Regions from separate parts of the Hordeum vulgare genome. Here regions 1 and 3 are each linked to region 2. A link is a contact called in public Hi-C data. All regions are on one chromosome and are shown on one strand. Each heading gives the region's core, a stretch centred on a gene start, on an enhancer-like site or on the middle of the called end of the contact. The rest is flanking DNA. Distances are from core to core; before and after follow the strand shown.

The links. Hi-C and Micro-C count contacts between places; a contact is called where the count stands out from the background.
Region 1: a Hi-C map of leaf shows a contact between it and region 2, with 3 times the contacts expected there. The contact joins the promoter of LOC123426426 here to the promoter of LOC123430163 in region 2. A contact is called at or near these places in 2 of 6 Hi-C or Micro-C datasets (leaf and seedling).
Region 3: a contact with region 2 is called in a Hi-C map of leaf, with 2.7 times the contacts expected there. The contact joins the promoter of LOC123426424 here to the promoter of LOC123430163 in region 2. A contact is called at or near these places in 2 of 6 Hi-C or Micro-C datasets (leaf and seedling).

What each region holds. Positions count from the first base shown.
Region 1 is chr2H:404,302,001-404,304,700 of MorexV3_pseudomolecules_assembly, forward strand. LOC123426426 (aminoacyl tRNA synthase complex-interacting multifunctional protein 1) reads left to right here and starts at 1,399. Exons shown (of 3, transcript XM_045110263.1): 1 at 1,399-1,982; 2 at 2,454-2,660. The coding sequence starts at 1,518.
Region 2 is chr2H:403,488,461-403,491,160 of MorexV3_pseudomolecules_assembly, forward strand. It overlaps LOC123430163 (transcription factor BHLH6-like), which reads right to left and starts at 1,411. Exons shown (of 4, transcript XM_045114061.1): 1 at 1,258-1,411; 2 at 936-1,158; 3 at 407-835. The coding sequence starts at 1,337.
Region 3 is chr2H:404,086,638-404,089,337 of MorexV3_pseudomolecules_assembly, forward strand. It overlaps LOC123426424 (G-type lectin S-receptor-like serine/threonine-protein kinase SD2-5), which reads right to left and starts at 1,432. Exons shown (of 1, transcript XM_045110262.1): 1 at 1-1,432. The coding sequence starts at 1,167.

The sequences.
Region 1 (2,700 bases), core at 149-2,648, 810 kb after region 2:
AAGCTCCATTGCAGCTGCAGCAGAGCTCTATTGCAGCAGACGCGCTCCATTGCAGCCACTGGCGTGCGGTGTTCCGGCGAAGCTCCATTACAGCCCCAGCCGCGACGGGGCTCCATTGCAGGCACGGTGGTGTTCATTCGCAGACAGACGCGCTCGATTGCAGCCACCGGGACACTCCATTGCAACTTTGAGCTTGCCACTGAAGCTCCATAGCAGCTCCGAGCGCCGCCGGTGAAGCTTCGTAGGATGCACCTATGAAGCTTCCTTGCAACACCAGGTTCTGAGCCTCCGCGCGGGCACTGCACCGCAACATGGGGAGCCACCGTTGAGTGCTCCACTACAGCACTGTCCGGTGCATGCGACGGTAACATCTCATGACGTGATGGCGACGGGGTGCTGCGATGAAGCTCATGACGGGCCACTTATGTTGTTGTGACAGAGCTGCTCCGACACAGATACAACACGTTGTGGTTGTCGTCGTTCTCCTCCTACTCCGTTAGTTTGTAGTAGCGACGGGGTGTGGTGGTGTGGGGTGGGGGTGGCGAAGAGAGATAGAAAGGGGAAAAGAGAGGAAAGAGATGAGTGGAGGAGGAGATTGCGTGCGGGGAGAAGATAAGGCTAGACACAGCGGTGACGGGTCCATAGGGACAAGTATCCACCAGAGGACGCGGCTTACATTTTCTTAATTTCATCTGTTGATAATAAACGTTTTTCATATACAAAACCATTGTTTCCATAAATATCATGGTGTTTTTAAAAAACACGTGTCATAAAACCGTGTAGTGCTTTTGTAGGAAACGTCGAGGAAAGTTCAGTTTTTAAAGCAATTTCAACAGGGCGATCCATTTCGTCCGCCGCCGTCCGTTTGGATCCGCGCGGACAATAGTGATGGTCCAACGCACGGACCCATTGCCAAAACGTGTCCGCTTCGCGTCCGTGCCGATCCATTTTCGGCTCAAATTTAGGACAGAAATGCATCGACGCGGACGCGTACGCATCCTCTCTGTGTCCGCATGTGGCCGGCCTGGCCTACTTATCACACAACCACCCACCCACCTCTGTCTGCTTATTTAATTCGTTGGTCCATCCCCAACCATCTCTCTTTTATTATTTTAATACTACAATATTGTTGTTCATGTGCTTTCTGTTGGATACATGTGCCGACCCATTTACAAAAAGAACACGGATAGACCGACGAAAGACCCAAACGGACAAAAAAAAACGCTGTCCGTTTGAATCGCCCCCTTAAAGTTGCTCTTACCTTTTCTTTAGATCAGTTTTTACTTCCTCTCCCGTGTATGCACTATGCCGGACGCACTTGCTCACTGTAAATAGAAAATGTCGCTTTTTTTTGAGCGGTAGAAATTGTGTTATTTGGTTGCACCGTTCCACACATGGGCCACCGGCCTGCGGATCACTTGGGCCCTTCCTTCCCCATCGGATAAAATCCCAGCGCCTCGCTTTGCGGCGGAGACGAGCCGGACCGGCGGCAGCTGAAGCCTGAGAGCGGCACGACGATGATGGCCGCAGCGAGAATGGCCTTCGCATCAAGCTGTCGCGTTCACCTCCGCCTCCCTTCCCCGCCTTCAACCCCCATCCTCGCCAGGACCCGAGTTGGCTGCAGGGGCATAGCCAAATCCATCTCCTTCTTGGCACCGTTGTCTGCTGCGAGATCCGCCAAACATGCCGCCCTCTTCTGCTCTTGCTCCTTGCCTTCCTCCGACGCCGTCGTCGCACCGGCACCTACGCACGCGGCCGTAGAGGAGAAGAAGCCGGCGCCCGCGGCTGGGGAGGAGGAGAAAGGCGAGGTTCCGGTGGGCGAGCTCGCTGGCCTCCTGGACATCCGGGTGGGGCGGGTCGTCAAGGCGTGGCTGCACCCGGAGGCGGATACTCTCTACGTGGAGGAGGTCGACGTCGGTGAGGAGCAGCCGCGCACCATCTGCAGCGGCCTCGTCAAATACCTACCCATCGACCAACTCCAGGTTATGAATGATGCATGAGAACTCGTCCATCCAAGATTTTTCAGTTATTTAGAAATGATGTACTGTACTAGCTAGTATGCTCAAGTTTTTGTATAGATCACATAAATTGCGCATTTCGGCGGGCGGGCGGGCAAGTAACTACTTATTACCAGTATCTATGTGGACGAACTGGAAATTTTAGTATGTATCAATTAAGAGCAACATCGCTATTAGATGAAGTGTACAGCTTACTTAATGATTATGCTGGAAGTGTCGATTCACTTGGTGAGATAATACCAGGTGCCAACCTTCCTGAATTTACCAGGATTGGTCTAGCTTGAGCCAAGATCCTCATGCTTCACTCTACGATTGCATTCAGTTTGTTTATTGACGTCTTTGGGTATATAGATGGTCTGCAATGAAGTGCAAGTTATTTTCTTCTATTTTACTGAATATACTGATGACATCAGCTATGGCATGCGATCTATGCAGGACAGCAATGTCATTGTTCTTGCTAACCTGAAACCAAGAAACATGCGCGGCATCAAGTCTAATGGCATGCTTATGTGTGCCTCTGATGCTTCTCACGAGGCTGTTGAGTTGCTCACCCCTCCAGAAGGTTCTGTTCCTGGTGAAAGGGTATGGTTTGGATCTGAAGATGAAAAGAGTCTTCAATCTGAACCTGCAACGGGAAACCAGGTATCACTTATAATTTAGACATTTGTCTTGGCATTGTCTC
Region 2 (2,700 bases), core at 161-2,660:
GTTGCGCGACGCCGATCCAGCGGCCAAAAGCCCAAAATATGGATCGAGGAGATCCCTCGAATGGGAAAGGAATATTTTCTTTTTCTGGAGCATTTTGAGTTTCTTGCGTGTGATGTGGCGTTGAACGCCGCAAATGGAACAGAGGAACGACCTTTTTGACGTAACAAAACTACGGACTTTGGACCTTAAAAAGACCTTAAAAGAGGAAACTAAAAGGGTCTACCAATGGTAAAAGTCAAATTCAGTCAACCAACTTAAAAAGAAGGGGTCTGTGACGTCAGCACAACCAACGTCATCTTATTATCTAACAGAAGCAGAAACAGAGCCATCGGATCGGATAGAATCGTGCGAAAGAACTGGTTCTCATGAATTGTGGATGGCGGCGGCGGCGGCGGCGGCGACGTACCTCGACGAAGAGGGTGTGCATTAGGCAGCCGGAGACGGAAGTGATGTTGGCGGTGATGACCCTGAGGCGGAGCTCCTCGAGCACGCGGCACACCTTGGTCATGGCGTCGCGCTGCTTGCTGCACGTCACGCTCACCACCAGCACCTTCTCGCTCACCTCCGACACGCGCAGCTCCAGGACCTCCACGGGCGGCGAGGCAACTGCCGCCGCGGCGAGCAGGGCGTCGTTCATGGACGAGACCGACAGAGCGCGCTTCACCTTCTTCCTCTGTGCCGAGGAGACCTGCTCCACGGAGAGGCCGCCGTCGCAGTCATCGTCCGCGCCGGTGGCGGACTCGAGCGCGGACACCTCCGCCTCCATCTGCCGCTCCTCCGCCTGCAGATGTTGGATGTACTCGATGGCGTCCTTGATGATCGAGGCCTTGTCCATCTGCAACGACGAGGAACTTGCCGTTAGAATCGTCTCTCCGGCGATGGAGATGCTGCTGTGTACTAGCAATGCCGGTGCCGGCTGAGATGCTTGCGCTCACCTTGGTGATGTTGGGCACGACGCTGCGGAGCGTGTAGAGCTTCTCATTGAGCTTGCGGCGGCGGTCGCGTTCCATCAGGATGTTCTTGTTCGCCCCAGTGCCACCCATCCCGATCCCCGCCCCTGGCATGGCCGCCCCCGTCAGCGTCGAGGACGAGTGTGAACCGTCCGGCGAGCTGGAGTCGTAGTACGAGATGGCGTCTTCGGTCGCCCCCACGAAGATGCTGCAGCCAAGTACCATGAATTGAATCACCGTCACCCTCTCCTCCAAAATCCCTCAACAATGGCGCGATGGATGGCCGGAAGGCGGGAAAAAGGCGTACCTGTCAACGAGCTCCTCCGACTCGAGGTAGCGCTGCGTCTCCCAGTAGTATGCGAAGTTCTCGCCCATGTCCGGGTCCATGTCTTGTTTCTTCTCCCCTCTGATTCGTCGCGAGTTGATGCTCTTCTCTGTTCTGTTGCTCTGTCGCTCTTTCTCCAGGTGCTCTCACTTGTCCCTTTGAGCCCTTATATATAGGCGCGGGCTAGCATGAGTGGCTGGCTGGCGGGCCCCGCGCACGGGACAGGGACGCGCTGGCCTGTGGTCTCCGCCTCCGCGTAACGACCAGGCGAAAAACGTGGGGAAATTCAAGGCGGACACGCACGCCACTCTCTTTCACGCGCAGAGCACTGTCTCGCGTGCGGGATTATTAATTAAGTTTGGCTAATCTAGCACATGGAGCATTCGTGATAGCTCGATTTACTACTCGTACTACTAGTCTACTAACACACGTGCCTTGTTAGCTCAGCCCCAACGCGACGACAACAGTTTCTTTCCTTTTCTCTTTTCGTTGACACAAAATGAGGCTCTTCGCAAGGGCATTAATTAGTAGTTTTTTTTTAACTAGTAGCTTTACATAAAACTGAAGATGACCTTACTCCCTTCGTTCCATAATATAAAAACATTTTTAATACTAATGTACTTTCAAAAACAGTGTTAGAAATGCTCTAATATTATAAAACAGGGGAGAAGTATCAAAGACGGAGCCAACATTCATGCATAGAGGGGGCAAGTTTGTTCATGAAGGGGGCAAAGTTCATATGAAGTGAATTTTTTTGCCTACAACAATCACAATCATAGTAGAAGAATCGATTTGTTAGGGGGGTCTAGCCCCCCTCTCCCCCCTAAATTCGTCCCTGATAGTACCTAAACATGACTACTAAAAACACATATTCTATAACGTGAATGTCTGGATTTACTAATAGGACGACCCCATGTCATAATTTAAGCATGTGTGTAGAATAAAGAAGGTTGAATAGAATAATATGAATGACTCCTTTCTTACTTTTGTAAGCGGTCTTGGAGCTACAAGGATTTTTTTGGTCATGCCGTGCTAAAGAAGAACACATGAATTTTCAAAATCTGAACCATACTTCTTCAGAAGATTTTAGTGACAACTATTTTGAAAACAAAAATCTGAACCATAGAAGCTACATACTTCATTCTGAACCATACCTCTTCAATATGCTTTAGTGATAACTTCTATGGAAAAAAATTCTGAAAACAACTATCCCACACTGACGTTGTTTTGAACAGAAATAAAAGCTTTCAAAATTGGATGATTTTTTTTGGAGATTATATAGAAAATATTGGAGCTAACAAGTACCAAGAAGGGCCAATAGGAGTCCACATGGACGGGTGGCGCGGCTACCTTTGAGCCGCAATACATGTCTTTGTGGGGCCCGTGAGCACCGATTTGACCCGATTCCGGTGCTATAAATTGACA
Region 3 (2,700 bases), core at 182-2,681, 600 kb after region 2:
TGCATTAGACCATTCGTAGAGCCTCAGATGCCCATCGGACTCCAATCTCATGTACTGGGTGGAGTTAGCTGCTGGCAACTGGATAGTCGTGTCTGATTCATTTGGTTGCTTGGACTGCACAGAGATGCTGAGGCTGCCGTTCATGAAGGTGACCTTTGTTGGATCCTTTCCTGTCTTGTTATTGTTCACCAGTTTCGAAAAATAGAGTTGTGGTGGTGTGGATCCGACATAAGCATACAATCCATCAGGGAGAACTGTCATGTACAACTGATTCTCTGTCCAATTTGTTGCAGACGTACTTGCTACGAGCCTCATACCTTCCAGAAGCGACTGCCCAGGGACCAATGCATCAGTAGGGTGAGCAAATGACTGCCACACTGTTGCATTTCTCTGATCAAGCAAGACCAAATTACCGACCTCGGTGATCATCATGCCAGCTACAGACCGCCCAGAGCTGCTGCTCGACCAGACGAGGCTAGCATCAGCATCACAGAGGACCAAGTTTCCATCCGAGGAAAGCTCAAGGGTAGCGTTCTCTCTGACAGGGCGAGCCCTGTTGGCAGACCAGACCACCTGCGGAGTCCCAGTAGTCGGCATGGTGATCTTGGCACCACTATTGGTGTAGACAATGAAGACAGCGAAGAGGAAGACATCGCAGGGGGAGGCGCAGACGAATCCTGCGGCAAAGGAGGGGCCATAGAAGGTTTTGGGTGAATGGAGGACAATGGCCCGCACGGCTGAACCGTCGGAGTAGCTGACACTATGTGGGAGGAAAGCTTTGTTGTTGATCCACAGCGTCGAGAGGTTCGCTGCGGGGTAGTCGAAACGCTGCGACGCAGAGAGCAATGGTGCTGCAGCTGCAAGCACGATGAGCAAGAAACGGTGGAGGCCGGCAGGGCCCATGGAGACTGTAAGAAAAACCAGTGAGTTTTGAGAGGAGATATGGGGGCTATTGCGGGGATGAGCTTTCAGAGGAGAAAAAGATCTCACCTGGTTATGCAGAATCAGTGAAGCAGATGTGAGCTCCGCGGAAAGAAGTAAGCAGTCAACAAGTCTTCGTCTTGCTATTCTCAGCATCCGAAGTTCACAACCATACCACGCGGTGTTTTGGGTGCTTTGTGTTTGGCTGTCACCGAAAGGTGAGTCATCGGCTACTCCTGCAGGCATGTCATTGTTGCTTGTCTCGTGGTTTAGAGTAACTTTTTTGGAAGAAAATGTGTCGATGCCAAAGAAAAAATTATTGTAATAGTATTCTCAGAGTAAATGCAGTCCTCTTGCTGCTACTTTCCTTGTGCCCATCATGAAAGATGGGTCACGATGATTAGGCAAACTAATCAAGCAAGCATGGGTATATGAAAGTCAACTACTACCTCCGTCCAAGTGTATAAGGCATGCGCGTAGTTCTAGGTTGTCAATTTAACTAGCTAAATATATATTATATGTGATAAAAATTACATATTTAGAAACTACACCCTCACATGAATCTAATGGTATATTATTTATTACATATAATATATATTTAAATAGTTAAATTAACGACCTAGAACAACGCGCATGCCCTATACACCTGGACGGAGGGAGTACGTCAGTTTTTTGCTTATAATAATCTAATTAATGGTTGGCCGCCGGATCAAAAAGACGGGCTCGCCTTCCTCTGTTCATACCAGCTGCACTTCTCTTGGGATTTTTGCAGGTTGGATTAGTCCGACTACTCCGAATTTCCGAAATGATCATTGGTTGGTTGGTTGGCTACTTCTGCCGGGCGACGGCATTGGCATGGTAGGTGAAGATCCGCGTCTGACTGCGTCAACCGGTTTCCCGTGTGCTCCTACCGTGGTTTTGAGCAGACTGTTTTTCTCCTCTCCTTCCCTGCTATATGAACAGGAAGGACAAAACGTGTTGAGTCAGCAAACGTAATTATCAAAGTATAGGGTGGGGGCATCCTCTTGCTACTATGGTTACCACGGTGGGGCCATCCTCTTGGGTTACCGCTCAGGATGCGGGACCTTCTTAATGAACTCGGCAGCTAGCAGCCGACAGAAGCCAACCTCAAGCATATGTGGGGTTATTGCTAAAGAAATTAAAAATATGTTCACACTGAATAATAAGTGTAGAATGTTTTAGACTGTTTTTTTAAAGCTGTTGGTCAGTTGACCCCACAACCAACATGTAGAATCACCTCTAGTAGCTAGGAGTCGGTCTATTTCTTCGTAGGAGAGTAGCACCATGGATTTGAAGTAGGCCGACCTGCTAAGGATGGCATTGTAGCCAGTGCGGAACAGTGCAACTTCGAACCGGATTGTTTCCAATCTAAACCTCTCCTTGTCCTCGAAGACGATCGATACTTGTGATCTGCATTGGGTTTTTTCGTAAAGAGAAACGGGTTATCGCAGCACAATATAGGTAAGTATTTTCTTTCAGTTATGAAATCAAGATTTATCGAATCAATAAAAATATCAACAACAACCGTCCTCAGTGGCTGCACACAAAAAACAAATAATTTACACATAAAAAACAAACAACTTACACCCAACACGGGTAAAAGGGTTGTCAATCCCATTGGTCTTGTTATCTGCAAGCAAGTGAGATGTGTAGATAATTGCAAATTACAAAATAAAATGAAAGAAAGGACAAAATGTGTTGAGTCAGCAAACGTAATTATCAAAGCATATGGTTGATCATCCCCTTGCTACTATGGTT